Regions from separate parts of the Sus scrofa genome. Here region 2 is linked to region 1. The links are chromatin contacts, called in public HiChIP or PLAC-seq maps. All regions are on one chromosome and are shown on one strand. The core of a region is the stretch at or near the end of the contact, and the rest is flanking DNA. Distances in the headings are between cores, read along the strand shown.

What was found. HiChIP or PLAC-seq counts read pairs in DNA pulled down with a chosen protein or histone mark.
Region 2: an H3K27ac HiChIP or PLAC-seq map of alveolar macrophages shows a contact between it and region 1. The contact joins the promoter of LACC1 here to the promoter of TPT1 in region 1. A contact is called at or near these places in 2 of 5 promoter capture datasets (fetal liver and liver) and 1 of 2 datasets of contacts at active chromatin or transcription factors (alveolar macrophages).

Annotation. Positions count from the first base shown.
Region 1 is chr11:21,925,172-21,932,273 of Sscrofa11.1, reverse strand. It overlaps TPT1 (tumor protein, translationally-controlled 1), which reads right to left and starts at 2,980. Exons shown (of 6, transcript NM_214373.1): 1 at 2,861-2,980; 2 at 2,509-2,582; 3 at 1,813-2,003; 4 at 1,321-1,426; 5 at 492-608. The coding sequence starts at 2,888.
Region 2 is chr11:23,154,884-23,161,361 of Sscrofa11.1, reverse strand. LACC1 (laccase domain-containing protein 1) reads left to right here and starts at 1,572. Exons shown (of 7, transcript XM_005668443.3): 1 at 1,572-1,953; 2 at 3,326-3,921; 3 at 4,550-4,728; 4 at 6,185-6,350. The coding sequence starts at 3,378. It overlaps CCDC122 (coiled-coil domain-containing protein 122), which reads right to left and starts at 1,701. Exons shown (of 5, transcript XM_021065620.1): 1 at 1,581-1,701.

The DNA of each region.
Region 1 (7,102 bases), core at 1,731-4,230:
CAGCTCTAAACTGTATTTTCTAAAAGTTTGTAACATCAAGACTACCTGCCAATTACTGTAAATTGAGACTAGTTTCTTTGAAAAGGGTTTTAATGCTCAGTATGTGTGGCAAAATAGGAAGAGAAAAGCAGTCTGATTTCTATGGGCCATTTCCATAAGAAATGTCAACATAGGGTGTTATCCCTTAAAATAACTTAAAATATTTAGATTATATACGTTATCTCTGATCTCTAGGCTCAGTATTTAAGCTATTTATAATGTCATCTATGCTAAGTTTCCTGCAGATCCATTCTAAGCTTTTCTATACCATAAAAATCCTTTACATGTGAATCACAACATTCTTTAGATCCCCAAGAAAAAAGACCTGCACCCTCATTTTCAAAGGACTGCTGCAGAACCCATTCTAACTGTCCCAGTGGCATGAAACAAGGGATTATGCCCACACTCTCCATTTTTACATTACTGATTTCAACCCACTTCTTTGTACTTACACATTTTTCCATTTCTAAGCCATCCTTAAAGAAAATCATATATGGAGTCACACCATCCTCACGGTAGTCCAGCAGAGCAACCATGCCGTCTGGATTCATGTTTTCACCAATAAAGAACTTAGGAAGCAAACAAATATCCAGAATTAGATTATACAAATGTGCTGTATCAAAACAAATCAAAGAATGATTCAGAACACCACTATTTAATCGAGACTCTCAGCAACCAGAGGCTCTGATTTGATGCCTAAGAGAAATGCTCACTAATCAATCTGTTCACCCAAAGTACTAAAAGAGCCAAAATAAAGAGTACAGAGCACTCTAGAAACTTTAGGCTTTCTCATCCCCACACAGCCAATTCCAAGCCCTACAAAGAAGCCTGTTTACAGTCAACCACAGGGAATGTAGTAAGGCTAGCAATGAGAGCATGCACACCCTATGAAAAGAAAGTTAGGGTCACACACAGGATGTGTGAAAACAGCAAAACTTTCGCTTGGCGGTAAGGGAATTCTTTACGTTCCTCAACAGTACAAGCTCACATCAGAAAGAGCTCCAGTGGCAATGAGACCCAATGGAACTGTAAAAAGAAAGCAAAGTGGAAAACCACTTAGGGGTCAAACTGAGCAATTCTAGAGAAAGAACTGGGAGATGCCATCTGGGGAAGGAGTAGGGAAGGCTACCCTCTCCAGCTAGACTACTGGCGTTGAATATATCAAGTATTAATTGCTCAAAAGGCTAAGAAAATACCCACAATTAAATTACATCAGACATTCAAACTCATTTTTTGCTCTAAGTTAAACTCTATAGCCCTTTAATCCACACATTTGTTTACCTGATAGTTTTTGAAATTAGCAAGGATGTGCTTGATTTGTTCTGCAGCTCCTGTCATAAAAGGTTTTACTCTTTCTGGTCTCTGTTCTTCGAGTTTCCCTTTGATTCTAAAACAAGTATTTTATTGATAGGTTAAGTTCGTTACAGAGCTCTGAGCAAAAGAAATTTTCTCCAAAAACTCCAAACTGAAACTAGCAACTAGCTATCACTGAGCACAATCAAGAAATTCCTAGCTCACAGGAGGGATGTTTTATGACTGTTCACAACTTTGAATTTCCTGTCAGCTTCTTTCCAAAGTGCTGTTCTGAAAAGGTAAAGCCAGACCTGTATGCACCTGTTATGCTCATATTTGATAGAAAAGCAACCACCCTTCTGAGCTCATTAATAAAGTATTTGACAACCATGCCTGCTTGCTAAAAAAATCTCCATAGTTAGAAGATCCCTAAATCCTACAGGATTCCAGACATCAACGGAATGTGCCAAGATCACTTACGACTTCATATAATCTTTGATGTACTTCTTGTAGGCTTCCTTTGTGAAGCTGGTTTCCTGCAGGTGATGGTTCATGACAATATCGACACCAGTGATTACTGTGCTTTCGGTACCTTCGCCCTCGGGCCCTTCAGCGGAGGCATTTCCACCAATGAGCGAGTCATCAATGTTACCCTCTGTCCTACTGACCATCTGCGTTAAGGAAAAGTTTAGTTGCTAACACATCCTCGACCTTACCACAAAGGCATCAAAACAATTTAAGCAGCTCATACATCCCATCAGCCTTCCACTAAAGATTCTTGTTTCTTGCTGAAAACATGGGGAAAAAATTTATGACCCCTCGATTTCCTAAAACACCCTAACAATTCTTTGTTGACCAGCACGAGAAGGGGGTTGTTTACAACGAGTGGAAGTTTTGCGTGGACAGTCGGGTTGAAAAGGGCAACCGCTGAGGGCTTCGGGCTCCCAAACAGGAGACAACCTGTCCGGGACCGCCTGGGAGGATGGGCGCCCAAGTGGCGGACCTATTTCCAGACTCAGCTCCGCCTCCACTTTTCTAGAAAAACCCGAGCCCGGAAAGAGCGTCTCCTCCGCCAGGAGGCAACGGAGAGGATTGCACAACCTCGGGCGGGGGAGCGGCGGAAACCCGAGCCTGCCTGGCCTTGCCTCCTCCTCGCCGCGACCCGGCCCGACTCACCTTCCCCTCCACCTCCAGACACAGCCCGTCCGCGATCTCCCGGATCTTGTAGATGTCGGAAAACATCTCATCATCTGCCCGAGAACACAAACCCGCCAGTCAACCGTGCGCCTGAAGCCCGAGCCGGCGCCATTTCCCGCGCCGCCCCGCCCGCCGCACGCGACCCCCGCCCTTCCCCGGCGCTCGAAACCCCAGGGCGCGCGCCAAGCACCGACCTTCCTCGCTCCCGGGAGGGCGCCGGCGTCCCCCAGGCCCAGGACGGCGGCGGCGGCGGCGGCGGCCGTCTCCCCGCCCCCCACCAGACCCCCATCCCCTTCGCGCGGCAGTGGGGAAGAGTGCAGTCCCCACTCACGGCTGATGAGGTCCCGGTAGATGATCATGATGGCGGCTGGAGGGAGACGACGGCGGCGCTAGCTTAGCAGGAACCGGGAGCTCAGAGCGAGCGCGGTGCAGCCGGAGCGGCGCTCGGGGGGAGGGGGGAGCGGGCGGAAAAGGCCGACTCTGCCGCTCCCCAACCTCATATAGAGGGCACGTCCCCCTACGTCATCGCCCGCTGCGCCTCCGGAAGCGCCGTAAGCGGTGACGTGGCACGCAGAGCGGCGCGTGGGGTGGGGCCACAGCGCGAGCCGGGGGTGGGGAGGGGAGGAGGACATCCGGGGACTTGGCCTTGGGCTGCAAAGCCGTGCCCCACGCTGGGCCCTCGGGGCTTCCTAGGGGGGAGAAGTCGGGAGGGACAAGGATGGGCGACGCAGGGAAGGAGGTGCGGCGGGGGGCGGGGCAGAGGGAAATGCGGGAGCGGGTGGGGGGAGGAGCGTGCGGGGGGCTGCGAGGAGGGAAGGGCTTCCGGGCGCTGAGTGGTGGAAGTGGTGCCTGGGGCTCTGCCCCTCCCTACGCCAGGGTTGCCCTCGAAGGTGCTGGGTCTGGGTGGGGCTTCAAGTTTCCGCCTCAGGCCTCGCCCGGCGCAAGCTCCCACCCTTTCTGGGAACCAAAGTGTCAGCTGTTGGGAAGGACTTTGCATTTACGTAGGGTCCCTTTGAGGCTTTGGGAGACCGCGACTCTGTCCCCGGGGATGATGGCAGGGGGGCTGGGTTTATGACCCGCCTCCTGTGAGTTCTGGGGTCTCGGAGAACTTTTCAGCGTTTTCTCCTAGGGCTCTCCCCCTACATCGAGTTTTCGGACGCTTTTGTGGGGGCAGGGCTGAGTCCGGGTTGTGGGACCCAGGTCGTCCCTCCTGCCCCTTCGGAATAATCGTGGGGGATGTGTGTAGGAAAAGACTTGAGGGGGGAGGAAAGTGTCGCGGGAGTTTACACAGTTTTCCCATCTCTCGGCTTGGTCCTGTATGTGAAAGTTTGCGGTTCCTAACACAGGTTTAGAATCTTCACCTTTTCTGTTTGCACTTGGTCTTGAATTAGGTCGTTTGAAAAAGAGGGTATGTTGTCACTTTAAGATCGAAATTATATGCCAGGTGCCAGAGGGTTAAACATTAAAAGGAAAAGGAGCTCCCCACCTGCCCAAGTTTTATTTGGACTTTGGACCTAATTATGAGATACTTTAAAAATGCCCTTTCAGGCAAAGATTTATGCCAGTATGCAACCGGAGAACTTGTTCCATACCACGAATGTATTTGTGCTCCACTCTGTCCTTAGCGGGGGGTTTTGCTCAGAGGTCTCAACTGTGAACAGGTTAAATCCAGTCCTACCCTCACAGAAAATTTTGTTCTAGTAAATCAAAGAATTGGCCAATTATAGCACATTAATGGTTTTTCCCTGATTCAACAATAAAGCATTCCCCAGGGTAAGACAGGGCACCCCCTGTGAAGGAACAGGGCACAGGACACTGAATTGAGATGATGGAAGAATCATAATGCAAAAGAGCCAGGAAATGGGACCCTCTTGGGAGATGACGTCTAGGGCTGCACTGGACACCCTAGGAGACACTGGGTAACTGCGAGGAAGCTGAAAGTGGGATGAAGGGGATCTGAAAGCAAGTGGATATCTTCTGAGAGGTGGTCCACCAGGTGGTTTCTGGATGTGGGAGTGGAACAGATTATTATCCCAGGCATATCACAATTTAATGATTTTCCTCAACTTCAACATTTTCCAATTATTCAGAAATATTCCCATCACCCATACATTACTGTCAAACGTTATTGCTGCTACTTTTCTCCAGGTTTGTTCAGTCAAAACTTTTTCTCAAGTTTTATAAACAGCCCTGTGAAAGAGAGTACTAAAGTTAAAATCAAAGCACCCTAGGTTTGGAGTTCCCATCGTGGCGCAGTGGAAATGAATCTGATTAGGAACCATGAGGTCGCGGGTTCACTCAGTGGGTTAAGGATCTGGCGCTGCTGTGGCTGTGGTATAGGTGGGCAGCGACAGCTCCGATTAGACCCCTGGCCTGGGAACCTCCATATGCCGTGGGTGTGGCCCTAAAAAGCAACAACAACAACAACAAAAAAAAAAAAAAAAAAAAAAAGCAGCCTAGGTTGAAATCTTGGGTTTATCTGGTACTAGTTCTGTGACCTTGAGAAAGTCAGCCTCCCTAAGCCTAAGTATAAAATGGAATTTTGTTGAGTTAAAAGGTTTAGGGGGGAGTTCCTGCTGTGGTAAAGTAGGTTAAGAGTCCAACTGCAGCAATTCCAGTCTCAGCAGAGGTATGGAACCCGGCTAACATCCATGAGGATTCGGGTTTGATCCCTAGTCTTGCTCCATCCCTGGCCCTGCACAGTGGCTTAAAGGATCTACCACTGGCATTCCTGTTCTGGTGCATCAGATATGAATCCGAGGGTGCAGGTTCGATCCCTTGCCTCCCTCAGTCAGGGATCTGGCATTGCCATGAGCTGTGGTGTAGGTCGCAGACCCAGCTCGGATCTGGTGTTGGTGTGGCTGCTGCCAGTGGCTACAGCTCTGATTAGACCCTTAGCCTGGGAACCTCCATATGCTATTGGTGTGGCCCTAAAAAGCAAAAATAATAATAAATATAAATAAATTTTTAAAAATAAATATTCTGAAATTCCACATGCCACGAATGTGGCCAAAATAAATTAATTAAACATAACTTTGGTCTATAATTTCTGTTTCATGAAAGGACATAATCTGTAAATATGGGTAATCTAAATTGAATACATTTAATTCTGTGAAAAATTCATTACATTGTCCTTATTTTTCTCATTTTTGGATCTTTTAAGAAACTTTTAGGAGTTCCCATTGGGGCTCAGTGGCTTAAGAACGATGAGGATGCGAGTTCCATTCCTGGCCTTGTTCAGTGAGTTAAGAATCTGGCATGGCTGTGGCTGTGGCATAGGCTGGCAGCTGCACATCTGATTTGACCCCAAGCCTGGCAACGTCCATATGCCGCAGGTGCAGTCCTAAAAAGAAAAAAGAAAAAAACGCTTTTATTCTTCAATGAAACTTTAAAAAACAGAAGAAAAAAAAGCTTTTTTGTTTGGGTTTCTTCCCATAATTTTATGCTTGGCACAGATAGGGCAAGTGATTTGCCCAATGGAAAACAGCCAGTGGAAAGCAGACGGGAAGGATCCAGCTTTAAAATGGACTTCTGGCTCTCAATGAGGTTCTTTTGGTTGAATAAACAAACAAATAAATGGTTAAATATAGCTAGATACTTTGAATTCTGAGACTGGAATTCAAGCTTTTTAGAATGAATTAACCCAACACTTGTAGTTAGGATATGGGCAGCAATGAAAAAAAGTGAAAAACCAAAACAGGGTGTTTCGAAGGCAGTATTTAATTGGACTAATTCATTTTTCAGATTTATCACATAGTTGAGACAAATAGAGAAGAAAACAGTAGATCTCTTTATGAAGTTGCTGGCATGGCAACAGTTACTTCTCAAGGCTGCTTTTGCTGGGGTCACTGGAATGTTAACTATGAAAAGGAATTCATTTTTTTCTTTAGCGCTCATAGGGCATATTAAGGCATAGTCATCTATAACTGCTTTTAGTGCAATTTAATTGTTTGAAATATCAGTTGTGTAAAAATGTATTCAAAAGCCCAAGATCTAAAATTATAGAAATGTGGAGTTCTTATTGTGGCTTAGCAGGTTAAGAACCCGACTGACATCCATGAGGATTCGGGTTTGATCCCTAGTCTTGCTCAGTGGGTTAAGGATCTGGCCTTGCCGTGAGCTGCGGCGTCGGTCACAGACAAGACTCGGATCCCGTATTGTTGTGGCTGTGGTGTAGGCCGGGAGCTGCAGCTCTGATTCAGCCTCTAGCCTAGGAACTTCCATATGCCACAGGTTCGACCCTTAAAAAAAAAAAAAACTATAGAAATGTATATAGGAATATATGTGATGTAAATATACAATATATATTTAAAATTTTTAACCTGAAATATATATTATATAAAATGTTCTAAATGTAAAATAGATTATAAAAATATATATATATTATACATGTCATATCTGCAATATAAATATGTTTATAGAAATATATATATAAATGAACATATAATTTTTTGGTCCATTTTTGCCCTATCCCATATTGTATACCCTTTAGTATTGATACAGATGTTGATACCATTCTCAAAAACTGTCCAAAAATGACGAGAATTAGATTTGAAACAAATAGTTCTCTGTT
Region 2 (6,478 bases), core at 323-2,822, 1.2 Mb before region 1:
TATTTAAAAGTTTTTTAAACATTTTACTGTTATACATTGTAATTATTATTATTTTGGCCACACCAAGGGCATGTGGAAGTTCTAGGCTAGAACTGGAACTAGAACCACAGCAGCAACCCAAGCCGCTGCTGTGACAACACCAGATCCTTACTTAACCCACTGCACCACCAAAGAACTCCTAACTTTTTAACTGTTACTGTTGCATGAGAGAAAATGAATTCCCACCATTTGTCTATAAAAACAGAGATAAATGTTTTAACCCAGGCTTGTAACTAAAAGACGTCTATTTTGCTTACAGTAATATATATATAGTCTTTTTGCCTTTTCTAGGGCCACTCCCGTGGCATATGGAGGTTCCCAGGAGAGGGGTCTAATCAGAGCTGTAGCTGCTGCCCTACACCACAGCCACAGCAACGTGGGATCCGAGCTGTGTCTGCAACCTACACCACAGCTCACGGCAACGCCGGATCTTAACCCACTGAGCAAGGGCAGGGACCGAACCCGCAACCTCATGGTTCCTAGTAGGATTCGTTAACCACTGCGCCACGACGGGAACTCCTTTCTTTTTTCTTTTTTTTTTTTTTTTTTTTTTTTTTTTGTCTTTTTGTGCTTACAGTAATATTTAACATAAAACAAGCTCAGGGCAGTGTAAATCTTCTCATCAGGGCACCATATACCACTCAGGGCACTTAACAAATATCCAGCAAAAATAATGAAAATACAAATGTTGACAAAAACAGCTGCCAGATATGAGCAGTGGCTTCCTATCGAGGGTTGGTAACCCCATTCTCTACTCAAATAGAACGGAAGCACTCGCCCACTTCCAAGAGCTCTTCAAACTCCCAGATAGCTGAGAGTCTTTCTTTCAGGTACAGGTTCCTCACTTATGATGTGAAACTATCAGAAACAAGGACCTCTTTCCATTATAACCAGTTACACAGGAAACACCCTCTCTTCTACTCTTTGAAGGTTGAAGAAAGAGCATCTGCTTTCCATATCCGTAGGAGCTGCTCAATATTTTAAAATAAATGAATGTTGTGCTCTTTGAGGGCAGAAAAACGAGGCTTCTAATTTTCTACTCGTGGAACATATTTTTAAAAGGGCGCACAGGACAGAACATCCCTTTATCAACACAAGCGAAGGACCTGTCAAGTCTAGTCAGCAAGTTAGGCAGGATCAGCAAAAAGAGAAAGCTCAGCCAATTTATTTCTGCAAACAAAGCAAAACAGTTAAAGAACAAAACCAAACCAAACGCAACAGAAAACAATCCCTTCCCCCTGCCCCAAGGAAGCCTATTACTAGAACCTGGGTGGGACAGACTGCCGGGGCCTAACGGAACGAGGTTGGGGGGGAGGGCTGTGCTCAGGACATGAAACCCTGTCGCGACCGACCGCGCCGCTGGCCGGCGGCTCTTCAGGCCGCGACTGTAAGCGTGAACGCGGGGAAAGGGCTTCGCCCGCCCCGGGAAGGGAGGCGGCGGTCGACCCGAGGCCCCAGGCCGCCCGCCCCGTCGGGAAGCCGGCCCCGCGCCCCACGCGGCCCGTCCCCGCCCCCGCCCCGCCTCCCGCCCGCGGACCCGCCTGGTTCAGGCCGCAAGGCCCGTCGCGACTCCGGTTCTCGTTCCTCCTCCGGGCGCCAGGCGGCGAGTGCGGGCAGGCGGCCTGACCCGGAACTGCTGACGCTTCCCCGCACTCGGGCGCGTCCACCCCCCGCGTCGCTCCCCGCCGGCCCAGCCGCGCCTCCGCGGCCCTCGGGCAGATGAGGCGGGACGGGCGCCGCCCACACAGCGGCGGGTCCGGGCTTAGGACGCCCCGGGACGCGCTCGCGGCCGCCGGGTCGCGTTCAGCCTCAGGACGGGCGTCGGGGGCAGCAGACGTCTCCGAGTTCGCCGCGCGGGCCGAAGGTGGAACCGAGCTCGACGTGCCTCAGGCGAGGACGGAGCACAGGCTCGGTGTGCGTCCGACCGTCAGAAAGTCCTGAAGGGCAGGCGGAGTCTGGACAGCGGTCCTGGCGGGTGGGGTCGCGCCCCCCAGGCTTTCCACAGTGCAGAGGGAGGGGCCTAGGAGTGACCGCGGAGGAAACTGTCGGGGGCGGGGGCGGTGTCTCCGAGGCGGGTCACCAGAGAGACCCACAGCCTGGGGTGGGAGGGCAGGGGCCGGAGGTGAGAAAACCGGCGCAGGGGCGGGGAGTCGGGAGGAGAGCGGTGGGCTGCCCAGCTGGTCTCAGTCGCTGTTGCTCTTGTGGTCCTTGCTGTTCCTGAGAGCTGTGTGAATCCTGGAGGGAAACGTCTCAGTCAACTCTGATCTCCTCAGAAACGCAATTTTTAGTACAGTTTTGATGTACAGTTTTAGTTTTAGGTGTACGACATAGCGATTCAACATTTTTATAGATTGCACGCTATTTAAAGTTACAAAATATTGCTATATTCTCTGTGCTATACAGTATAACCTTGTAGCTTATTTTAGACACGGTGGTTTGTTATCTCTTAATCCCTACCCCTATCTTGCGCACCCCCCCATTGGTAACCACTATTTTGTTCTCTGGATCTCTAAGTCTGTTTCTGAAAAAACAAAAACAAAAAACGCAACTTTTCCTCAAAGAAGAAAAGCACTTTTTAAGTGCAGCTCTATTTAACCTATCGAACTTCAGGCTGACATATTTCATATAAAGAGCTGTGATCTAACAAGCCAGCCATGTGAGGATTAATGATATAGTGATAAGTTGACACCCTGTAATTAAAAAATAGGACTTTGTCTAAGTCAACAAGTAATTTACTTGCTTAAAATTTGCTATGTAAAAACAAAACAAAAACTGTTGTTCTAAGCCAGAAAGATGTAAGTACTTTCACAAAATGAATTTAGAGATGGCTTTGCTTTCATTGTCATGGTTCTCTTATGACTAATAGTGGACTAGCTTTAATGGGAGGAGTCTAGTATTTTGGTTATATTTTTATTTTATTTTATTTTTTTGTCTTCTTATGGCCGCACCCACGGCATATGGAGGTTCCCAGGGTAGGAGTCAAATCGGAGCTACAGCTGCCGGTCTACACCACAGCCACAGCAACGCCAGATCCAAGCCATGTCTGCCTCCTAAACCACAGCTCACCGCAACACCGGATCCTTAATCCACCTGATCGAGGCCAGGGCTCAAACCTGCGTCCTCATGGATGCTAGTCAGGTTCATTTCCACTGAGCCATGATGGGAACTCCCTATATTTTTAAATCAACGCAAATCTTTTTAATCATCCAAAAATTTCTTTTGTAACTAACTCTAAAGAGATTGATATAATTTTTCATTCTTACTTAATGCTCATTTTTCTTTACAGGTGATTGGGGGCACAAAAACCTTCTTTGAAGAACTTTGTATCGTATGGAAGGATGGCAGAAGTAGTGTTGATTGATCTCTTTGGTTTGCAATTGAACTCTCAAAAAAGCTGTCATCAGACATTACTAAAGACATTGAATGCTGTCCAATACCACCATGGTGCCAAGGCCAAGTTCCTCTGCATAATGTGTTGCAGTAACATCAGCTGTGACCATCATAATTGTGAATTAGAAACAAGCAATGGATTATCAACTATCTTGAGAGAATTTGAGACAGTTAGCAATCCCAGCCTGGCCGCCTCTTTGTATACCATTAAACAAAAAATTGATGAAAAAAATTTGAGCAGCATTAAGGTAATTGTGCCTGTGCATCGGAAGATGTTAATGAAGGCTTTTATTGATCAACTCTTCACTGATGTTTATAATTTTGAGTTTGAAGATTTACAGATGACCTTGAGGGGAGGTCCTCTGAAACAGTCTTCTGACATAATCACAGCTCAAGAACTAGAAGCAATCCAGAATGAAATAGAAACATATTTGAGAAGTTTGCCTGCACTGAAAGGAGAATTAACCATCATCACATCTCCTTTGATCTCAGGTGTGTTAAAACACTATCTGTTGTTTTTACTGGATGTGAAAAACTAGCCTTTTTTTTAAACAGGTTGTTCTTCTATTTTTCCATCTGTCTTTTGTAGACTACTGAGAGCTTATCTGCTCATTAGCATCAGTTACAACCTGGAAGTATCATGGACCCGCCCTTGTGGTGTGTGGGGGGGTGTCAAGGGATAGTCCCTTTAAAGCCACCCTAAATAAATTTGCATTATGCAAATTCCTTCAGACTTCCTTTTAAATGAGATTTATGATGCTAAGCATTTCCTAAACATTTTAGAAATTCTGAAACCTTAACTCATTGGTGCCTTCAAAGAAGAGTGAAATTTAAACAGTCCGTTTTACTTCTTGGTAAAAGAATATTTACTGTAAGCTATATGCTACTGGGGACAACAAAGACAAATGGGTCAAAAGGTATCCTTGGAAGAGCAATAATCCCACAGGGAAGGTAAAACTAACTCAAAGCGGTTCAAGACCAGATGGAGGTCTAAAGAGCTGCAGGCGTGGAAGCTAGATTGATTAATGCGGGTTGAAAGTCTTAATGAGAGACTGGATTCGTAGTGCTTTATAGTCTTTTGTACAGCATGGTTTTCATCTTTACTCTCTATCTTCAACAGATATTTTCATACATGGATTTACTACAAGAACAGGTGGGATATCTTACATACCGACTCTGAGCTCTTTCAATCTCTTCAGTAGTTCCAAACGGCGAGATCCCAAGGTGGTTGTTCAAGAAAATCTGCGTAGGCTGGGGAATGCTGCAGGATTTAACTGGAAGAAATTTTACCGAATAAAGGTAAATTTTTGTTTCATGTTTTGGGAGATCTAAAGTATATTCTTGACTCTGCTCATGACTATGTGGACTTTCTGTCTGTCTGTCTGTCTGTCTTTTTAGGGCCACAGCCATAGCATATGGAGCGTTCCAGGCTAGGAGTCGAATTGGACCTGTAGTTGCTGACCGACACCACTGCCACAGCAACACCACATCCGAACCGCATCTGTGACCTACACCAGAGCTCATGGCAATGCCGGATCCTTTAACCCACTGAGCGAGGCCAGGGATGGAACCTGCGTCCTCATGGATACTAGTCAGATTCATTTCTGCTGAGCCATGATGGGAACTCCAACTACATGGACTTTAAATAAGCTATTTAACTTTTGCATCTAGTGTTTTATCTAAAACTTAGGATGTTTGCGATTGTCTTTCTTCAAGCTATATACCATAGCCTAAAGATCAAGTCTATCATACATATAAATGTGTATTTCACCTGGAGCTCCTCACATCTAAAAGTACAGTTAATTCTCAGAGTGTAGTACCACTGACCTTTTTGATTTAGAAGGAAGGTTCCTGAATGGTGGGAAAGCCATTATTTTCTAAATCAACACTAGGAGGAACTAGGGTACAATTGATAAGATAATACCTTGTTTCTTATAGAATTCTAGCTTTACTTGACTCCAGGAAAAGTAAAAAATATCGATTTGGTAATTTAATTTCTTTCAAGAAATTAGTACTTTCAGGAGCCTACTGCAAGTAGAGATTTACCCATCTCTAGTAGGAGCTGTTCATGATGGATGGACTATTTTTTTTTTTGGTCGCACCCACAGCATGCAGAAGTTCCCAGGCCAGGGATCTAACCTGTGCCACACCAGTGACCTGAGCCACAGCAGTGACAACACCAGGTCCTTAACTTCTAGGCCACCAGGGAACTCCTATTTTCATTTTAAAATGTTGAAATCTGGGAGTTCCCGTCGTGGCGCAGTGGTTAACGAATCCGACTAGGAACCATGAGGTTGCGGGTTCGGTCCCTGCCCTTGCTCAGTGGGTTAACGATCCGGCGTTGCCGTGAGCTGTGGTGTAGGTTGCAGACGCGGCTCGGATCCTGCATTGCTGTGGCTCTGGCGTAGGCCGGTGACTACAGCTCCGATTCAACCCCTAGCCTGGGAACCTCCATATGCCTCGGGAGCGGCCCAAGAAATAGCAACAACAACAACAAAAAAAGACAAAAAGACAAAAAGAGACAAAATAAATAAATAAATAAATAAATAAAATTAAAAAAAAAATAAAATGTTGAAATCTGCTTTCCTTTGAGTAAAGTTAAAAAAGTAAACTTGTTATTTTATCATATACATATGGAAGTGATATATTTAGTGAACTGGTTATATAATTTTGTACAAAGTGAGTACTTTCAGAAAAGCTTATGGTTTGAGAAATTCTATTTTCAAAGCATTTTTATCTTACACTTTGGTATTAGACTGATCATGCCAATGATGTCTGGATTATGGGAAGGAAAGAGCCTGAATCTTATGATGGAATCACCACAAATCAAAGAGGAGTCACAATAGCGGCCCTTGGTGCTGACTGTATACCCATAGTCTTTGCAGATCCTGTCAAGAAAGCATGTGGGGTTGCTCACTCTGGTAAGTATGCTTAATTAAGCATCTAGGATGTTACCAATTTTTTAGTTCAGGAGAAGTTATAATTTCTTTCTGATGGACATTACAGACAAATAGTTAATTACTATACATGGCGATAAGTGTAAAGATGG